Regions from separate parts of the Hordeum vulgare genome. Here region 1 is linked to region 2. A link is a contact called in public Hi-C data. All regions are on one chromosome and are shown on one strand. Each heading gives the region's core, a stretch centred on a gene start, on an enhancer-like site or on the middle of the called end of the contact. The rest is flanking DNA. Distances are from core to core; before and after follow the strand shown.

Evidence for each region. Hi-C and Micro-C count contacts between places; a contact is called where the count stands out from the background.
Region 1: a Hi-C map of leaf shows a contact between it and region 2, with 2.6 times the contacts expected there. The contact joins the promoter of LOC123400176 here to the enhancer-like site in region 2. A contact is called at or near these places in 4 of 6 Hi-C or Micro-C datasets (leaf and seedling).

What each region holds. Positions count from the first base shown.
Region 1 is chr5H:96,086,918-96,091,817 of MorexV3_pseudomolecules_assembly, reverse strand. It overlaps LOC123400176 (UNC93-like protein 3), which reads right to left and starts at 2,825. Exons shown (of 10, transcript XM_045094592.1): 1 at 2,462-2,825; 2 at 2,182-2,345. The coding sequence starts at 2,665.
Region 2 is chr5H:95,527,304-95,532,175 of MorexV3_pseudomolecules_assembly, reverse strand. No RefSeq gene overlaps it. Among protein-coding and RNA genes, the nearest start is that of LOC123400024, 94 kb to the right of the region's middle. Within about 2 kb of position 1,430, at least 1 of the 3 cell types and tissues checked has open chromatin away from gene starts, as enhancers often do. A contact at or near this core is called in leaf, where this site is marked.

The DNA of each region.
Region 1 (4,900 bases), core at 1,576-4,075, 560 kb before region 2:
TGGAAGTATCGTGTATTATTGTCTCTCTTCAAGATGAAGTCGGCTTTGGATCTTTGGTACTATTTGATTTCCTCTTTTTGCAACATTGGATTGATTTTTCAATTCGATATCTTGTTATCACAAGATGCGAGTCTTTGTGATTTTGTCGAGGTCGTCAATAATGGTGGCGACACATTCCTTTTCATTTTTCTACATTCCATTGGTGTGTTTCCCCCATCCACATAGGTACTGCCTTGTGATCCTTATTTTAAAGTTCCATTTCTGAATAGGTGTCCTTGAACCCTATGATTTGGGACAAAACAACTACAAGTTTGCTATCCTCGCATGAAGCCTTCTATAAGAGAGCATCATGTGTGTGTTTGTTGGACATGTTTAGAGCTGGCCAAACGACCCGGCCCGGCACTGCACGAGCCATAGGGGCACAATTGGTATACAAGTCGTGTTGTGTCGGCCCGCGTGCGAAGCCTTGCGAACCAGGCACGATCCCTATACTTATCGGGTCGGCCAATCGTCATGTCAGGCACGCTGGGCCACAAGCTGTTTGGTTTAAAAAGCTTTAAAAAGTTGTTTGCCTGTTGGGGACATGTTCAACCAAATCTCGAACTTGGGATTTTCATTTATAAAGCAAAGCTCCGAGTCAACACCTTCAATAAGGTCATGAACCATGCACGTTAATGTTACCTGATCAAGCCAGGGGTAAGATCAGAGGTTTCCATCCAGAGTACACGCAACATGCATACATTGTCGAACTGCCAGTAACCTTTCTACCGATGATGATGACTTGCTAGACGGACCCGGCATTGAGAGAGTCTGAATCCCATCCAAACTTCTTGAGAACAAGGTAGAAGCAAGTTCAAGATCACGGGCTTGATTCTACACATCGTCGTAACACCGTTCATCCTCGACGATCGGAGGGGCGCACTAGATGTAGGGTTGCAACTAGATCTACTTGTTGATGCAACCTTAAAAACTTTATTTTCTTCTTTGACAGAATGCCATTTGTACATCCTAAATGCTCATTTACGTAGGTGCATCTACTTAACACATGTCTAAACTATGAATACGAAAAATAATGAAGAAAAGTACAAATTTCACAAAGACCATATACTAAGGCGCACTCGTTGGTTTGACTCGAGACGCTCCCCTCTTATGTTCTTCGGTTCAAACACTTGGATCTAGTGACACTCTTGACTCTTGTAGGCCATGGTCCACCTTTTTGCTTTTCCTTATTTATTTTCCTATTCTTTTCATTTTCCAAGTGTCGATTATCTACGGGAAAAGAGCCAAGCCCGAGGAAAGAGACAAGAGAAAGAAATAAAAAAGAGTTCATTGCAATGTCATTAAATTGTCTTCACACAATTCCCTAAAAAAGTAATTGTCTTCGGACAGGGAAAACATATTACTACCTTCGTTTCAGTTTATAAGTCCGGCACGTGTACCTAGGTCATTAATTTAACCAACTTAATGAGAGACATATATTACAAAAAATATATCATTAGAAACTTCAGATGTTCTATTTTTTAATAATATAATTTTTATGTTAAATAACATATTTTATATAAGTCAAATTGACGATCTAGGTACACGTGCATGTCTTATAAACTATGACAGAGTGAGTAGTACTTGCTAACTTTTCAGTGGAAAGGCGCCAACCAACAATGTTGGCGACAATATCCGCCAACCCTCATTTTTCGTGGCCTGAGGTGCGCATGGGCAGAACCGGCGAGGTGGGTTGACTTGGCAGATGGCCGCCCGCCTCATATTTGTATCTGGTGACGTTTTGTTGCACATGTCGAACATCTTTTTGCAGTGAGAATTGAGTTTCTTACTCTCATTCAGAACAAACTGAAATTTGCGTGCGGATCAGATTATGCAGCTACATTGGGATCTTGCGTAGGGTCACGCATTTCATTTTGCTTGCACGGCAAGCACGAAAGGGACGTCGACATAGTGGAAAGCAAATGCTGAGCTGGCAAGTTAGTTAGTAGATTTGTCGTTTTACCACCTATGTGTTCCCCTATTTCGTCCCCTACACGGCCAAATTACACTGTCACTCGGATGAATCTTCGCCACACAGATTGAGTCAGCTCGGGATATGTCGGAACCAACAAGAATATACCGAGGACAGAGAAATTACGGCAGAAGCAATCGGAGATAGCGGCTTGGTGGTAGCTTACATACCAGGAAGGGGCGAGGTTGGCGGCGATGAAGAGGAGGTAGCCGGAGGTGCCGAGCACGAGCGCTCGCCTGGACCCCATCCCCCGCACCACCGGCGAACCCACGACCGAGAACGCCGTGAACGACGTGTACAGCAACCCCAGCGATATTGACCCCAAATTGCCGTCCTGCGTGCGAGAGCCCGGGCGGCCGGCGCCAATCAGTCATATCGCCACGCCACCGTCGGTCGCGCCCGAGCGTGCGTGCGTGCGCTGGGGAATTGTTGGCATGGGAGGATGCGTACCGTGTTGACGGTGCTCTGGAGATTCTGCGCGGCGTGGTAGGCGAGGAAGACGAAGAAGAAGGCCAAGCTGAGGAGGTGCAGGTCGCGGGTCGGCGACGCTGTGCCTGAACCGCGGCCGCCGTCGCCGGGGACGGAGACTAGGGGAGCCGCCTCCTCCTCGTCGTGGGACGCCGCGAGCTCGGGTCCGGCCGCTATGGAGTCCATGGCGGCCGGTGTGGAGCGGCCGGCCGGGCTGATTGGGGGGAGGAGTCAACTGCCGGATCCTTGGCTTTCGCGTGCGGTGATTTGGGGAGGGAAGGGTGCGGGCTTTTCAAATTCGTGACGTTTCAAGGGTGTCTGTGAATAAAATCTGGAGTTGTGTGGCATAAGAAAAGACTCAAGTGCAAAAATTGGTAGCCTGTTACCTTCCAGATAATATCAGGGGCTTTTTTGATAATGTTGATCATTTTGGTGAGTGGATTTATTTTCTAGAGAGAGGTGGCCTTTTTTCCTTCCGCAAAAAAAAAGTTTTATTTTTCCAAGTTTTCTTGAATCCATAGCTTAGTGATTTGTCTATATACTCTACGTAACTTTATGCAAGAAATATGTTTTTTTAATATAATCTCTCCCTAAAAATAAAGTAAATAGGGTTTCTGGTCGTCCGTCATGGCATTTTTGCAAAAAGACCCTTTCATTTTCTGTTAATAAACCCGCAGTCCTTTCTTTAGTGAGGAAACGTTTCACTTTTATGATTAAGACCCTATATGTTTTCTTTGGCTGGTGTCGCTGTTGGAATTATGCCCTAGAGGCAATAATAAATATAGTTATTATTATAATTCCTGTATCAAGATAATCGTTTATTATCCATACTATAATTGTATTGAATGAAGACTTATATACATGTGTGGAAATATAGACAAAACACTGTCCCTAGCAAGCCTCTAGTTGGCTAGCCAGTTGATCAAAGATAGTCAGTGTCTTCTGATTATGAACAAGGTGTTGTTGCTTGATAACTGGATCACGTCATTAGGAGAATCACGTGATGGACTAGACCCAAACTAATAGACGTAGCATGTTGATCGTGTCATTTTGTTGCTACTGTTTTCTGCGTGTCAAGTATTTGTTCCTATGACCATGAGATCATATAACTCACTGACACCGGAGGAATACTTTGTGTGTATCAAACGTCGCAACGTAACTGGGTGACTATAAAGATGCTCTACAGGTATCTCCGAAGGTGTTCGTTGAGTTAGTATGGATCTAGACTGGAATTTGTCACTCCGTGTGACGGAGAGGTATCTCGGGGCCCACTCGGTAATACAACATCACACACAAGCCTTGCAAGCAATGTGACTTAGTGTAAGTTACGAGATCTTGTATTACGGAACGAGTAAAGAGACTTGCCGGTAAACGAGATTGAAATAGGTATGCGGATACTGACGATCGAATCTCGAGCAAGTAACATACCGAAGGACAAAGGGAATGACATACGGGATTATATGAATCCTTGGCACTGAGGTTCAAACGATAAGATCTTCGTAGAATATGTAGGATCCAATATGGACATTCAGGTCCCGCTATTGGATATTGACCGAGGAGTCTCTCGGGCCATGTCTACATAGTTCTCGAACCCGCAGGGTCTGCACACTTAAGGTTCGACGTTGTTTTATGCGTATTTGAGTTGTATGGTTGGTTACCGAATGTTGTTCGGAGTCCCGGATGAGATCACGGACGTCACGAGGGTTTCCGGAATGGTCCGGAAACGAAGATTGATATATAGGATGACCTCATTTGATTACCGGAAGGTTTTCGGAGTTACCGGGAATGTACCGGGAATGACGAATGGGTTCCGGGTGTTCACCGGGGGGGGGGGGGGCAACCCACCTCGGGGAAGCCCATAGGCCTTGGGGGTGGCGCACCATCCCTTAGTGGGCTGGTGGGACAAACCAAGAAGGCCCTATGCGCCATAGGAAGAAAATCAAATAGAAAAGAAAAAAAAGAGGAGGTGGGAAAAGGGGGAAGGACTCCTCCTTCCAAACCTAGTTGGACTCGGTTTGGAAGGGGAGGGTTGCCCCCCTTGGCTAGGCTGACCCCCTTGGGAGCCCTTGGACCCCAAGGCAAGGCTCCCCCTCCTCCCCCTATATATACGGAGGTTTTAGGGCTGATTTGAGACAACTTTGCCACGACAGCCCGACCACATATCTCCACGGTTTTACCTCTAGATCGCGTTTCTGCGGAGCTCGGGCGGAGCCGTGCTGAGATAAGATCATCACCAACCTCCGGAGCGCCGTCACGCTGCCGAAGAACTCATCTACCTCTCCGTCTCTCTTGCTGGATCAAGAAGGCCGAGATCATCGTCGAGTTGTACGTGTGCTGAACGCGGAGGTGCCGTCCGTTCGGCACTAGATCGTGGGACTGATCGCGGGATGGTTCGCGGGGCGGATCGAGGGACGTGAGGAC
Region 2 (4,872 bases), core at 181-2,680:
TCGAAGTATTTGCCTCTAGGGCTCTTTTAAGGACGAGGAGGGCCTCCGCGTCGTCCGTTTTCAGGTGGCTTCCACGGGGCCTCTCAAGGCCTCTTCGCGTTGTCTGATTTGCCCGGATGACGTGTGCCCGGATGACCTGCCTCGACGGCCCATGATGGTTGGACCGCGGGCGTGCTAGGGGCCACCTGTCTTGGGGTGACTTCGAGCGTGCCCGCGAACCAAGGCATGCACACTACTCGCGCACCACGTAAATGCTAGGCCCGCTTGGCAGTATCATCGCCCCACACTGGGCTAGTTCAGTTGTGACAGTCGGGTCGTGCATGAAGTCCACGACGCTAGCTCGCGTGAGGATAAATGTTTACTGAAGCATGCGGTCCAGGCGAGAAGGCCCTCTACGCCATACCTTTGGCGTTGGCCTCACGCGGCTTCCTCCCGTGGGCTCTCCGTGCCATTCGATGTTACCGGATGGTGTGCACTTGCGCGACTTGAAGCAAGGGACCATGACGGGTGGACCTCGACATGCAAACAATGTTCATGAATTTGAAAAAAGTTCGAACGTTTTATAAAATGTTCATGAATTGAAACACTGTTCACAAAATAAAAAATGTCATGAATTTTGAAAAAAATATTCAGACATTTAAAGAATGTTCGCAAAATTCAGAAAATGTTCCATTTTTTAAAAAAGTTCAACGATCCAAAAAAGAATATGAACTCAAAAAATGTTTGCAACAAAAAATCTTTCTGAATTAAAAAAATCCACTTCAAGAAGTGCATCCATGTTTCCAAAAGTTGTCCATAATATCAAAAATACTTATGAATTCATGAAAAATGCCCGCAAATTAAAAAATGTTCACGATTTCAAAATTGTTCATGATTAAATAAATGTTTATGAATTCCAAAAATCTTCATGATTTCAAGAAATATTATGAATTACAAAGATGTTTTCAAAATGAAAATAAAAAAATATAAAAAAAATAAGAAAATAAAAAGTAAATGAACTAAAAGACAGTAGAGAGAACAAAAATAAAATAAAACAAAAGACCAAATGAACAAAAAATATGGTCTAGAAAGGTTCTATCACCTTCCCAAATAGGAAGAGGGAGCATGGTCTACTTGGGTTAGCTCAAAATCACATTGCGACCAATAGAAGATGCCAACTTTGTCGACGACTTTCAACATACGTACAAACAACTAACCAAAGGTTACCTACTACGGGCCTCTGCAAGGGTCACATTTCTGATTTTGGAGCGCACCAAGTGGTCCCGATATGTGTCGCTTGCTGGCACCCTATTTTGATTTTGGTTTTTATTTTTCTTCACATGTTGTTGGGGTTTAGATGCTTTTTTGGCTTTGTTGATTTTCCCCTAGTTTCTATTTTTGTGACGCAGACCCATGCTTCTCAAAACATATGTGTCAAATTTGTGCTTTTACTAAGAGGAGAAAAAAATAGCATGTGCTTTTTCAAAAAGCACGATTGTGCTTTTAGCAAGAAGCACAACTTGTGCTTTCCGAAAAATATGAAAAACACAACTTCGTTTGCCTGAAAAAGACAAAACACGACTGTGCTCCGGGCTCCTTTTCTTTCTTTCTTTTTTGATATTAGTTTTTTTTTTGTTGCCATTTTGTTTTTTGTTTTTTATATTTATTTTTTAGGTATTCGTTTATCTATTTTTTTTGTTTTCACATGAAAAAAGTTGTCAAAAATTATTCACATGGTGTATATTTTCAAAGATTTCCATACGGGAAATCAAATGATAAAGCGATTCCTTATTGAGACGCACGGTTCAATAGATAAAACATTGTGAATAGACTAACGTATGAAAAAAAATACTCGTAAGGTGCGACAAATGACGCTCATCAAGTGCGTCACTTGTCCGCACCAGAGAACATCAAAAGTGACATCTACAAAGCATAACAACTAATGATTCCGGTTAAATAGGAATAGCAGTTGTGATCGGCCTGTTCGCAGGAAGAAATTCGCTAATAAATGTGGTACCCTATATCTCGCCTTCAGCGAGAGGGGACGAACCTAAATGGCCCGAGCTCCTGTTTTCTGTTCTTTTTTTTACTTTTTTTTGTTTTTGTTTATACTTTACAATATACTAAATGTATGTATTATAAAAAAAATCAATTCAAACATTTGAAATATATTGAACAATTATTTTAAAAATGCTGAACAAGTATTTGAATACCGTTGAATAGGTATTTGAAAAATGTTGATGAAGTATTTTAAAAAAGGTTGATCATGTAAATAAAAATGTTAATCAAGAATTTTACAACAATGTTGAACAAGTATTACATAATGTTGAACAAATATTTTTAAAATGTTGAACAATTATTTGGATAATGTTGAGTAAGTATTTTAAAAATGTTGATCATGCATATAAAAATATTGAACATGAATTTGAATAATGTTCAAAAATATTTTAAAATGTTGAATAAGTATTGAAAATGTATATAAAGTATTTGAAAATATATAATAAATATTAAAAATGTTGAAAAAGAATTTTTAAATGTTGAATAGGTATTAAAGTATGTTAAACATGTATTTTAAAAATGTTGAACAAGTAATAAATTGTTGAAGAAGTATTAAAAAAACATAAGGAGCTCGGAGAATTGTGAACCTGTATATAAAAAATATTGATCACTTATTGAAAAATGTTTTTGACGTATACGAAAAATGTAGAACGAAAATGAAACACAAATATAAGAAAAAAAGAAATTCTGGAGGAGAGAAAAACAGAAAAGGAAAATAAACAGATTGCAAGAAAAAACGAAGAAACAAAATGCAAGAAAGAATGAAAAGAAAATGGAGAAGATCAAAAATAAAAAGAAACAAGAGAAAAAGAAAATGTAAAAAAGAATGAAAAATCAAATGTTTTCCCTCTAAGTAGGTCGCGCTCCTGTTTGTTATCATGAAATGGGGAGCTAACGCAGTGGCAAGCAGCGTTTGCCTAATATCTTGAGATCACCGGATTGATTCTTGACTCGTCCTTTTTCTTCTCTTATTATTTTTCTTTACGGTGAAAGCTGATGGGCCGGCCCGTCACTGTTGATGCTTCAGCAATCGACCCCATTTAAATCGCTTAATGCGAAAAATAGCTCCCGTGTAAGAAAATGATACTAAACTTTTTTTAGGCAAACTCTCGAAGCTCTTTATTTAAGTCGTCACGAGGTTTACAGGAACGAAAGAAAGATCATCCGGATTGCATACCCAAACATGACGACCAATCCCAAATGAGAGTACGTGCTTCGCTAGTTTGTGAGCTTCGAAGTTCACACTACTAAATTTAAGGCTAAAAAACAAGATTCAAAAAACTAGACCTCTCTACAATTTCCCTTATGATAGCTTCATACACATTAACGTCGAGTAGCATTCCTGTGCCTGATATGATCAATGGCAATCTTGCAATCAGACGCAACAGAGATCCTTCGTTTAAAAATATCCTTCTCAAGCGCCAGTGATTCCCTTACCGCCATGCAACCATGCTAGTTGGGCCACATAACCTAAGCTAGCATACGGGGCGAGCGAAGGCCCTGACCATCAGAGGAGTCTCTCAGGCTGCTTGTGCATGGTAGTTGTAGGTTCGCTCACTCTGCTTTATTTTTCTTTATTTTATATTGTTTTTTCTTTGGGTTTTCATTGGTTTCCTTTGATTTTTTTCCTTATTATACTTGTTTTACTTGTTTATCTTTCTTTGATGTACTTCTGTTTATTTCTTGTTTTTTATTTTTTTTTCTTTGTTGGTTTTGATCAATTTTTTCTTCTTTTAATACATGTCTACTTTTGATATGTGAAATATATTTTTAAATATTTTAGGACATGTTTCAAATACATGATGTACATTCAAAACAATACATGTTATTAACACTTTTTGAATCAGGGTTGCATTTTTCAAATACACTCGTGCATTTTCTTAATCACAACAAACATTTTTTTACACTCCACAAATATTTTTTACATTGTTTAAACATTTTAAAATGTGTACTAACATTTTCTGGATATACGTGAATGTTTAATTAAATGTCACGTAAATGTTTCTGGTGGAATTAAAAAACATTAACCTATGGGAATATTCGTACATTGTGTAACCATTTTTTAGACATCAACGGATTTTTCGCAATAGCTTGAATTTTTCTGCAAAATGTCACATACATTCTTTTAGCGATACAAAAAAGTTATTTTTTACATTTTGCAAACATTCTTTTTCATTGTATCACTTTTTTCAAAAAATCGTGAATATATCTTTAATAGAACATACATTTTTTTACATCTATGAAACGTTTTATGAAATATACACAAACGTATATGTTTACATTGTATGAGCATTTGTAAAACTAGATAAAATAACTTTTCATGGAATATTGAATATTTGAAGTTTGCAATTTAGTATTTCAAGGAAGATTTAATTATTTCACAAAAAATAAGGGGAAAAAGGAAGATTTAATGGGTTGTCAAACAAAAAGCATGAGTGCCACTCAATTGATATACACAACTCGAGAAATTTTAGCTTCAACTAAAATCCAACTCGACTAATATCCACAACAATAAATATTGCATTCATCACAACGATACAATGAATACTAAAGTATTCATCAAAGATCCATTTTAAACTCATCACACCATTAATCGCTGGACAAAAATTGAAAAAGGTAACTAAGAAAAAACGAAAGACCTACTATGGTGAAGTTGTGATTAGAACTGATAAAAAATTAACACAGTTGCAGCCTCCGAAATCTGAATAAACAAGTTGAAAATTGATTTTGTTGCCTGTGAAATCTGAATAAACATGTTCCAGATTGGTACACAGTTCGTGATTAAAACTCTGAAGATGCAATAATTCAGTGCATGTAGCTACTCCACAAAGAGAG